Linked DNA regions of Rattus norvegicus: region 1 is linked to region 2. A link is a contact called in public Hi-C data. All regions are on one chromosome and are shown on one strand. Each heading gives the region's core, a stretch centred on a gene start, on an enhancer-like site or on the middle of the called end of the contact. The rest is flanking DNA. Distances are from core to core; before and after follow the strand shown. Region 1 holds the start of Nap1l1 (nucleosome assembly protein 1-like 1). Region 2 holds the start of Bbs10 (Bardet-Biedl syndrome 10).

Region 1 (4,995 bases), core at 2,464-4,963, 180 kb after region 2:
GTTGATGCCGATGTGTGATGGAGGCATAATTTACCTTTGGAAGTAATGAAACACATGTAGTGGTTTTTGACATTTTATCAAACCATTTATAGTATCAGCACCACTTTGGGTGGGGGGGGGGCAGAATTCAACAATAAAGAATCGAGTACTGATTGTATAACTCCGTAGAGATCTTCTGTTTTGTTTCGTTTTCATCACTAAGAACTGATTTCAAACCATGTGTGGTAGCTCATGCCTTGAATCCTAGCACTGGGGAGGCTGAGAAAGACTGATCTTTGCTCTTCATAGGAAGTACTAGGCCAGTCGGGGTTCCAGAGAGAGTTCCTGTCTCAGTAAGTAAAAGACATAATTAAACAACAAAGGACAAAACAGAGAGTGATGTTTAGAACAGAGGCCATCTGATATCTGAAAAGAGGGAATTGCGAGTACGTACGAATTTAACTGACGAAATATCAACCTGCATTAGTTACGTTTTTAAGTGGCTGTGACAACATGCCTAACTGAAACAACGGGAGGAAGAAGGATTTATTGTGGCTCAGAGTTTGAGTGTGTGATCTGTCTCTCATGTTGGGGACAGCATGGGGACAGCGTGGGGACAGCATGGTGGCACTGACCATACTGCATCTAGTCAAGAGCTAAATAAAAGGCAGCTCATGTTGACACTCTGCTTGCGTTCTCTTTTCTATTCAGGTCGAGACAGCCTGTGCACTGATGCCACCAACACAAAAGGGGGACTTCCCACTTCAATGAGCACAAGTTAGAGACTTCCTCACAGGCACAGCCAGGCTTTTCTTCTCGGTCCTGTCATGTTGACACAAGCTGCCACACAGCTCATCTCATGATGCCTACCTAGGCTTGAGTGTTATCCTAAACGTGAACTCTATACCTTGGCAAACAGGAGGTGATCATTTGAACAGTTCTAGATTCGATCCTAGATTCCCCATATGACCTTAAACAACTTGACTCATGCTAATTACAGACATTTTGATGTTTCAGGGAAATTAATACTTAGATGTCTCAGGATCTTTCCTTTAAAAAAAAAACACCTGAAGATTCCAAAAGCTTTGTTTAGCTTTACAATAGGGTCTCGCTACGAAGCCAGGCTGGAGTAAAGTTCAAAATCCTCCTGTGGGGTTGGGGATTTAGCTCAGTGGTAGAGCGCTTGCCCAGCAAGCGCAAGGCCCTGGGTTCGGTCCTCAGCTCCGAAAAAACAAAACAAAACAAAACAAAACAACAAAAAAAAACAACAACAAAATCCTCCTGTGTTTATCTCCAGAGTTCTGGTTTAACTGGTGTGTGTGACACCGCACCCAGAGAACTTTATGTGCATTATTCCATATGGCTGCCATTTTGCCAAGAACACTGTGGGTCTTAATGTCACAAAGCATTCTTCTCTCTTGAGATTGTTTTCAGTGTGGATCCTGTAGTCTCACCCTAGGTCTTCTTCCACACGGGAAGTACTCACACTGCAGGGTAGAACTGGTTGCTTGCACACCTGTCTCTCTGGAAGGGAATTCTTAAAGCCACAGAACTACATCCATGCAGTTAACTGGAGAGACTCTGTTTAGGCTCTGATGCTGGGTTACCTGCACAGGGAGTCTGGCTTTGCCTCCAATGGACTGTGCCCTGAGACAGGACTTTGATCAGTGTGAACTCACCGTTTGTTCATCCACTTTATGGATATAATAAGAATACACCATTTTTCAGTCCCAAAGACTCACCTCTGAAGCACCCAAACAAGGGAGCACACTGAAGCATATATAGAGAGCTAGAAAAATAGTCTAACTGTACTAAGGTTCGAGAGTACCAAAGGAAAAAGTTCGAGCCCATGGTGCGTAGCACCAAGCCTGATGACCTCAGTTAGACCCCTGGGACAACGTAGCAGGAGACAGCTGACACCAAGTTGTCCTCCTGCCTGGACACTAACATACTTAGTGGGTGAGCATACACTCAAGGGTACACACATACCATAATAAATGAGTTTGTTTTTTGTTGGTGTTTTTTTTGTTTTGTTTTGTTTTGTTTTTGTTCTGTTTTAGGATTTTGGTAAACGGCTTCATGCATTGGTTAATGTTCCTGAGGACAACTAATAGGATTACAGGCACTTTGAAGTTTCAAGGAAATTAATATTTAGATGTCCTAGGACCTTTCCTTTTTTTTAGAAAACAAACAAAAACAAAAAACCAAAAGAAGCCTGAAGATTCCCAAAGCTTTGTTTAGCTTTAAGATAGTGTCTCCCTATGTAGGCAGGCCACACTAGAATTCAAAATCCTCTGGTATTTATCTGAAGAGTTCTGGCTTAACTACTGGTGTGTGACACACCACACTCCTCTTTCCCCCAGAGAACTTTGTGTGCATTCCAGATACTGATAGTTATCTTGTTGGAAATTAACAGTGACTTTTTTTTTTTTTTGCTATAGAGCCTTAAGTATTCCATGCTGTCCTGGAACCTATGTCTATGAACCTAAATTACTTATCCTTGTGCCTCCAGCTCTGTAGGGCTGCAACTCCAGCAAGTGAGGCCATTCGTGGGTTATGTGATGCCACGGTTTGAACCTGGGGGCTTCATGCATCTTAGGCAGGCGCTCTTTACCAAGTGAGCTGCATCCAAAAACCTCAGAGTAGTTATTCTTTCCCTAAAATAAGAATAGCACGCAGCCTTTTATATGCACATATTACTTTTTACCAAGTTCTTCCATGCCCGATTTCACAACAGATAACCAGATTCTCCTGTCTGTCTGTTTTTATTTCCAATGTTGCCCTATCCTACGATGTGTAATGTGTCTGAAAGACTCCAGTGTAGGCTTGTGGGAGAATGGGAATGTAAAACGTAGACAGCGCCTTAGTATTATAGACAGATTAACCTTCCACCATAAAGGGTATGTGGAAGGCCAGACCACACTTGGAGCATAGCTGTCTTATTTGTAGATCTCTGCGTTGTGGCACATACCCAAAGACTTAAAATTCAATACCTGCCTGGGCTTCACAGTGTGGTCCTGCTTAACAAAACAAAACCCCAAAGCACCAAAGACAAAAGGTTTAACAGAACAGGTGATTCGAAGTCAACTGAAAAATAGCTGCAAGATTTCATAAGCTTAAGGGTTGGTTAACTTTTTTCAGGAAGATGAAAAATTGACGCGCTGATCATTTCCATTACAAAGCTGTAAGAATACGCAAAATAGTTCTTTGCTTCCATTCAAATGAGCTAACGCAGAAACGAAGGGTTGCATATCAAGTAAACATGATGTGGAACACCCTGAAAGTTGTAGAGACACCGCTGCAGTGGTCACAAGGAAAGAGCTGTGGTTCTTAGCCAGGGTGGGAAAATGGTTTCAGAGAGGAGGGAGAAAGGAGTGCGGGGATTAGGCCTGGATGCGGATGGGAATCCCAGCCAGGCAACTGCAAGCCTAATACTAGGCTTCTGTCCCTAACCCAAGGGCAAGGAGAGCCAGAGGCGGGACGTAAGCGTCGCTGCAGTGAGATTGGGATTCCACCCTAGCTGGGAGGGAAGAAGAGGTGGGGAGCAGAAGACCGCCTCTGGCGGGAAGCCTAAGGAGCCGGGGAAGAAAGACGGCTCTGTTACCAGGCAACAAGGCCCAGGCCCGCCTCCCGCTCCCGTTGCTAAGCAACGCCGAGGCCAGGGGGAGGGCGGCGGAGCAGCCCTACGTGCTGACGCTAATTGTATATGAGCGCGAGCCGCGGGCTCTCGGGTCTTTTTTAGCGCCATCTGCTCGCGGCGCCGCCTCCCGCTCCTCCCGCCGCCGCCGCCGCCGCCGCCGCCGCCGCCGCCGCCGCCGCCCTGAGTCACTGCCTGCGCAGCTCCGGCCGCTCGGCTCCGCGTCCGAGCCTCCTGGAACGGTAACGGCTGGGACTGGGATGGCCGGGGAGCGGGGCCTGCGAGGTGTTGGGCTGAGGCCGTGGGTAAGCGCTCCCGAGGGGCAGTGCGGCCTGAGGGACCCGGAGGAGCGCCGGCGGCTGCGGGGCGCGCGGGACGGCGAGGCCGCGGGAGAGCGGAGGAGGAGGCCACGCCGCGGGGCGCCCCGGCCTCCTCGGCCTCGGTGTACCCCACCACGAGGGGATCCCGGCGAGGCAGGCCGCGGGGATGGGGGACATGGAAGGAACGGTGGCCGCGAGTTCCGCCCGCAGGGAGGGGCTGCGCAGGCCGCGGCCTCCGCGCGGAGGAGCTCGGGCACGTGGGGACCACGCCACAGGCGGCCGGAGACCCCTGCGGGGGCCCACCCGACCTCCCTTGGAGTTGGAGGAGGGGTCGCCAGGAGTACCAGCCCCCCAGACGGTCTCACTGGCTCCCTCGGTCTTCCTGGAGGAAAATGTGCTAGCGGATGGGAGGATGGAGGGACGAGCAGCCTCCACCGCCAGGGTTCTAAGGGGTTAACACGTGCAAAGCGTTCAGCTTAGCTATTTTTTTTTTTTAACAAAAGAATTGTTTTGTGTCTCACAGGTACAGTTAGAACTTCGATGGGTCCCGCGGCCGGGGTATATTTGTGGAAAGATTTGATCCTAGTCTCCTTAAACCTCCAGATGGTTCTGAGACGAAAATGAGAAGGGCTGGCTTGTTGGGGGGGGGGTGGTTTATTAGACCAACAGCGTAGTTCTTCCTTTCAGGAAGCCCCCAGGATTCAAACTAGGAATGGAGTGGAAGGGCCGCGAGACCAAGCTCAGTGCGCCACATTTCTATAAAGCTCTCTGGAGTGGCTTTGAAGAGAGGGTGGAGACGGGTCCTGTCTGGAGGGCAGGACTTCTCAGATTCAAAGGATGCCTCAGGCACCCAGGCTGTCTCCTGACTCCCAACACTTCTAATTTCAGGAGAGCCAACATAAAGTTTGCTAATTTTGAAAGTAGATGCCATCAAAACATCTTTTCAAACTTAATATCCAAAGAATACTTTGAGTTAGGGGAGTACCTAAAATTTAATTTATTTTAAAACTACAAGTAAGCGTGGGGGGGTGTTAGTGGTCTTGGGGAATTCTTATTTCT
Region 2 (4,987 bases), core at 1,901-4,400:
AGAAACTAATGAACAGGGTGACTGTTTCTTATACACTAAAAGCTAATGTTCAATCAGATGCTTCTCTGATGCTTTTAGTTGTATAAGTTTCTTTCTGTGAACTGAACACAAAACTCAGGAATTGGTGGATTCATATGTAAGTCCTTTAAACAACATGTAATTGAACTTGAGTTTAGCAGACTGTGTGACTGACCTCCAACAATCTGATCTAAGGGTTATCTTTCTTCATAAATGGATTCACAGTGTGTGTGTGACTCACTGTTTTCACTGCTGAAAACTCAGTGTGGTTTCTAGGCTTTGTGACTATGACCAGTTTTTTTTCATCTATCCAGAACTTCATTTTCTCACCTAAGACTTTAGATAATCACAATTATCGACACTGTTGTTAAATGTCTTTAGCTGTCCCCCGTCCCCCGTCTAGTGAGATACTGCTGGCTAAGATAGCGAGGCCTGTGAATGTCCGTGTGCTACAGCGATGGGCACTGAATTTGTAATTCCCACACTTCTGTTTCTTAGTGTGACTTAGAAAGAGGAAGTAGAAATCTTTGTCACAGCTCAGTTGACAACTGCATTCCATTGAAAAGTTGGCCTTGTGAGATACAATCCTCATTTATACTCATGCTTTGTGCCTTTAAGGAAATACTTTTGTTATTTTTGTTACAGAACCATGATGTGTTCAGTGTTCTAGCTTATTCGTCATGAAAAGGGTCATTTGTTTTTGTCACTTTATTCCTTTTATATAACTGAAGAATATGTAAACAGTAATGCTGTACTTTTATAAGGGTTTGTGTAGCTAACTATTTCAAATATTTCATACTCAGACATCAATGAAGTAAACTTGTCAGATCGTTCTGAGTATTGTAAACAGTGCCTTTTTGATGGAATTCACACTGTTTTGGGTGTCAACTTGTGCCATATTCACAGAATTTTGTGGAAGGCAGTTTTAACTTTTTGAAGAATATCTTCATCAAAAATTTAAAAAGTAAATGTATAAAACATCTTTTTTCCGTGTTTAGCATTTATAGTTAGCAGTAAAGAGTTTTATTTTGCTTTTTTGTCTTATTACAGGTTTGATGGCATAAGATGAGCCACACATGAGACTGTAGACTATTTTGAATTATGTTAAATATAAATAAAGAAAATATTCATGTTTATATCCAATTTTCCAATTTGACCCAGTGGAAGGAACCTTTCATAATTCAATAAGTTTACATTTCAACTTCTTTCTTATTTGACTAAATATAAAAAGAGATTCTTTAAAATGTATAACCTGCCACCACTGTATAATTTGATTTCATTTTGTTATATAGTATGGGTTTAGTATATTCCAATTTTTGTTACAATTAAAGTACTATTTTGTTAGTTTTTAATTGAAGATGGACTGTTAACATCATATAGGACCAGTGTCTTATTAATAAGATGAACATACTTAGTGAGGGCCACAGGAAAACCGTGACAAAATGAATGTGACTACATGAAGTATGTAGAAAAATCAGCCTCTTTATTTATCATAAAAATTATTTTAATGTCATAATATTGAAATTCTTTATTTGAAAAAAAAGTCATGAACCATTTGAATGATGAGCCACATAACTTCAGTTGAATTCATTTCCACTTTGGGCATGGTAAATATGCGTTCAATTTTAAATACTTCAGTTACTGGGTTTATAAACCCAAGCACTAGCACTGGTCAGTTTTGTATGATAGGATATAAGTATGTTGTCATCTGCAGTGTAAATATAGCACACTGTTGAATTCTCTTAAGGTGCATAGTAAATGTATAGATAGTCACAGGCGGTTTTGTAATGTATACATTTCTAATCTATTATTCCTAACCTGTTATGTTTGCAGAGAGAAAAGAATTTTTCTAATAATCTGTAAAATTATGTTAACTTCTACAAGTAGGTATTCTAAATAAACTTTTTTTAAAAGAGCAATCTGTGATCGAGTGACTCTTGATATAATGTATTAATGCATAATGTACTAAATTCATCCTCTTACTTTTTTTTAATTTTGTGTGTGTGTGTGTGTGTGTGTGTGTGTGTGTGTGTGTGTGTGTGTGTGTGAAAAAGATGGGTACAGGCCTGACACGGATTGTGACAGTATCCCTAATGTATGTTTTACTTGGTACTTCATATTCTTTTTTAAAAATAAGTGGAAATTATACCTATTTCATACATTAAAAATGAGGCTCAGCATATTTAAATGACCCCAAAAACTACACAAGGCAGTCTTTTTCAGGTAAAAGCCCTTCTGAATCATGACTACATAGTGCACTGAAGTAGAACCTTGATTGTACTGTTTAAATGTTTGAAATAACCCACTATTTCAGTCTAAAGCCCAGCGCTGAATGCAACAAGTTAAAAAACACTGAAATGCTGTTTTGCCCATATTGAGTGAGCCTCAGATAAGCCCCAGGAAAGCTTTACTCTTGATTTTGTCTTCCTTTCTCCCCATTTTAACTTGCTCCTCAGAATCCACTTGCTACTTCTAGAAATAATGGCAATGTGGAATAAGGAAACGTCATTAAACATCATTGAGTATCTACAAGATCACTTTCCTGCCAACACTGACAGTTCCTGGATGTAATGGATGACTGAAAGAAGCACAGCTATGAACCCAGCACTCATCCTCTCCCTGAAGCCTCTGTGTTTCCATACCTGAAACGTTTCTGCTTTGGGATTGTATGCAATACATGAGGTTAATGTGTTGAATCTTACAATGTGAATAAAGGGCAAACATCTACTTCTGCTAAAGTGGTTGAACTAGGTGGGGTTTCTTCCAAACCTGGATGCAGACAAGGTAGCACACCCCAGCGGAAGACACAAGCCTAGAAATGGCCATGTCCAAGTTCTCCGTGTCTGTCCTGCACCCTAAAACCGTTTGCGTGAAGGCAAGGAGAGCAAATGATACGGCAGGGACACTAGAGAAGTAAGCCCGAGATGGGGGCGGTACCCATGCCCTTCACCCGAGCCCTTCCTTCTTAGACCTAGCCGTGTAGTGGCCAGAGACGCCTGCGGGCCGGGCCGTGAGCCAGGAAGGTAGACACTAAAGGACTGTGGCTGGCGGGCTCCACCCTACCTATTGGGCTCTTCCTCCAAGCGCTACTGCACTTCCGCCTTTCTCTACGCCTCTTCCGTTTCCGCCCTCCATCGGTCCTGACCTTCTAAAGAAGTATTTACCCACAGCTCCGTTTCCATGGCGTCCCAGGGGTCTGTGACAGCGGCACTGCGGGTGGCTGAGGTGCTGGAAACCATCGCGAACCGCTGCGTGGGGCCCGAGGGCGGCCTGGTGTTGTGTACGAAGCCCACCGGCGAGGTGCTGCTTAGCAGGGATGGAGGTTGCCTCCTGGAGGCGCTGCACTTAGAGCATCCCTTAGCCAGGTACCTCGCTTCCCCTGTAGTCCGTTCGGCGCGCATCTCCCTCAACCTCCCATCAGATCCCTGAGGTCATGGACCTGTATAAAAACGGTCTTAATACTGGATAAAACTAGTGTGGAGGTCGGATCTGAGCGCTGCCCAAATTACTAATCCGGGGCCCAAACCTCCTCACCTACCTAGAGCACTTCTCACTCTTTTCCCGTCTCTGATATCTTAGAATAAAGTAGTTAAAATAAAGGAAAAATAAAGCTGAGGCTGGACGTCAAAAAGACAATCTGCCTGTCTGTACCTGTGAAAATACGGGTTTAACTTAGCACCAACACAGAAAATCTGAGTTATTTTTTTTCCCTTCCTATACAGGATGATAGTGGCGTGTGTTTCCAGTCACCTTAAAAAAACAGGAGATGGTGCTAAAACATTTATTATTTTTCTTTGCCATTTACTCAGAGGACTTCATGCAATCGGAGAAAAAGAAAAAGACTCATTCACTTCTGAAGATATTCAGAGCCATGAAAGGCATTGGAAAAACTGCTGCCAGTGGAAATCTATTTCCCGGGCTCTGCTAAGGTTTCAGACACAAACGTTAGGTTGTATTGTAGACCAACATTTAAGCAGGCACTACCTCTCTGCCTTTTCTTCATCTGCTGAAGGAAGAACACTGTGCAGGCGCTCTCTGGAGTTGCTCCTGGAACCATACTTTTGTGGAAGAGTGGGAAGAAACAACCACAGATTCATTTCACAGTTGATGTGTGACTACGTTTTCAAGTGTATGGCTTGTGAAAGTGGGATTGAAGTATTTGAGTTTTTGGACAACTGTTTTGTGGAGTTGAATGTTGGCGTGACAGGCCTTCCTGTTTCAGAGTCTAGAATTGTGGATGGCCTTGTGCTTCCCAGAGACTTTTCTGTGTACTGCCCAGCAGATGGTGGCATTAGGATGGTGATAGTAACCGAAATCCTCCAGCCTCTGTTTTCATCGTCTAGCTCGGAATTTGTTCTCGACTCAGAAACACAGTTTCAGGCATCTCAGAGTTGGATCATGGACAGGACAAAAACCGTAATGAACCACCTGCGTAGTCATAATGTAAAACTGCTCCTGTCCAGTGTGAAGCAACCAGACCTAGTTACTTATTGTGCAAGACTAAATAGCATCTCAGTGGTGGAGTGTTTATCATCTGAGGAAGTTTCTCTCGTCCAGAGGATCACCGGTCTTTCTCCTTGTGTCCTACCAGAGCTCGCTTCACAGTGTCACATTGCTGACAGTGCTTTGGTGAGGTTTTGTAAACCCCTCATCGTTAGGTCCGGAAGGTATGCTCATCTCGGCTTGGTTAGCACGTGTGCATTCGTACCTCACTGTGTAGTCCTTTGTGGACCAGTTCTGGGTCTTGTTCAACAGCATGAGAGTGCTTTCCATGGAGCCTTTAAGATGCTTCGGCAGCTGTTCACTGACCTCGATCTAAATTGCATGATACAGACCAAAGAGCGACGTAACCCGAGCCCTCTTGCTGACAGCAGTAACAGAGAGAGCAGTCACTCACCCAAAACTGGTAAGTATCAGGACGTAGTAGCAAAGAACAAAGATAAACTGGAAACTCAAACACGTTTAGAAG

Evidence for each region. Hi-C and Micro-C count contacts between places; a contact is called where the count stands out from the background.
Region 1: a contact with region 2 is called in a Hi-C map of the A7r5 cell line, with 6 times the contacts expected there. The contact joins the promoter of Nap1l1 here to the promoter of Bbs10 in region 2. A contact is called at or near these places in 8 of 12 Hi-C or Micro-C datasets (the A7r5 cell line, the Rat2 cell line, Schwann cells and 5 more) and 1 of 1 datasets of contacts at active chromatin or transcription factors (oligodendrocytes).

Annotation. Positions count from the first base shown.
Region 1 is chr7:48,815,836-48,820,830 of GRCr8, forward strand. It overlaps Nap1l1 (nucleosome assembly protein 1-like 1), which reads left to right and starts at 3,714. Exons shown (of 15, transcript NM_053561.2): 1 at 3,714-3,858.
Region 2 is chr7:48,634,215-48,639,201 of GRCr8, forward strand. Bbs10 (Bardet-Biedl syndrome 10) reads left to right here and starts at 3,151. Exons shown (of 2, transcript NM_001109286.1): 1 at 3,151-3,383; 2 at 3,741-4,987. The coding sequence starts at 3,199. Osbpl8 (oxysterol binding protein-like 8) reads left to right here. Exons shown (of 24, transcript NM_001309455.2): 24 at 1-1,937.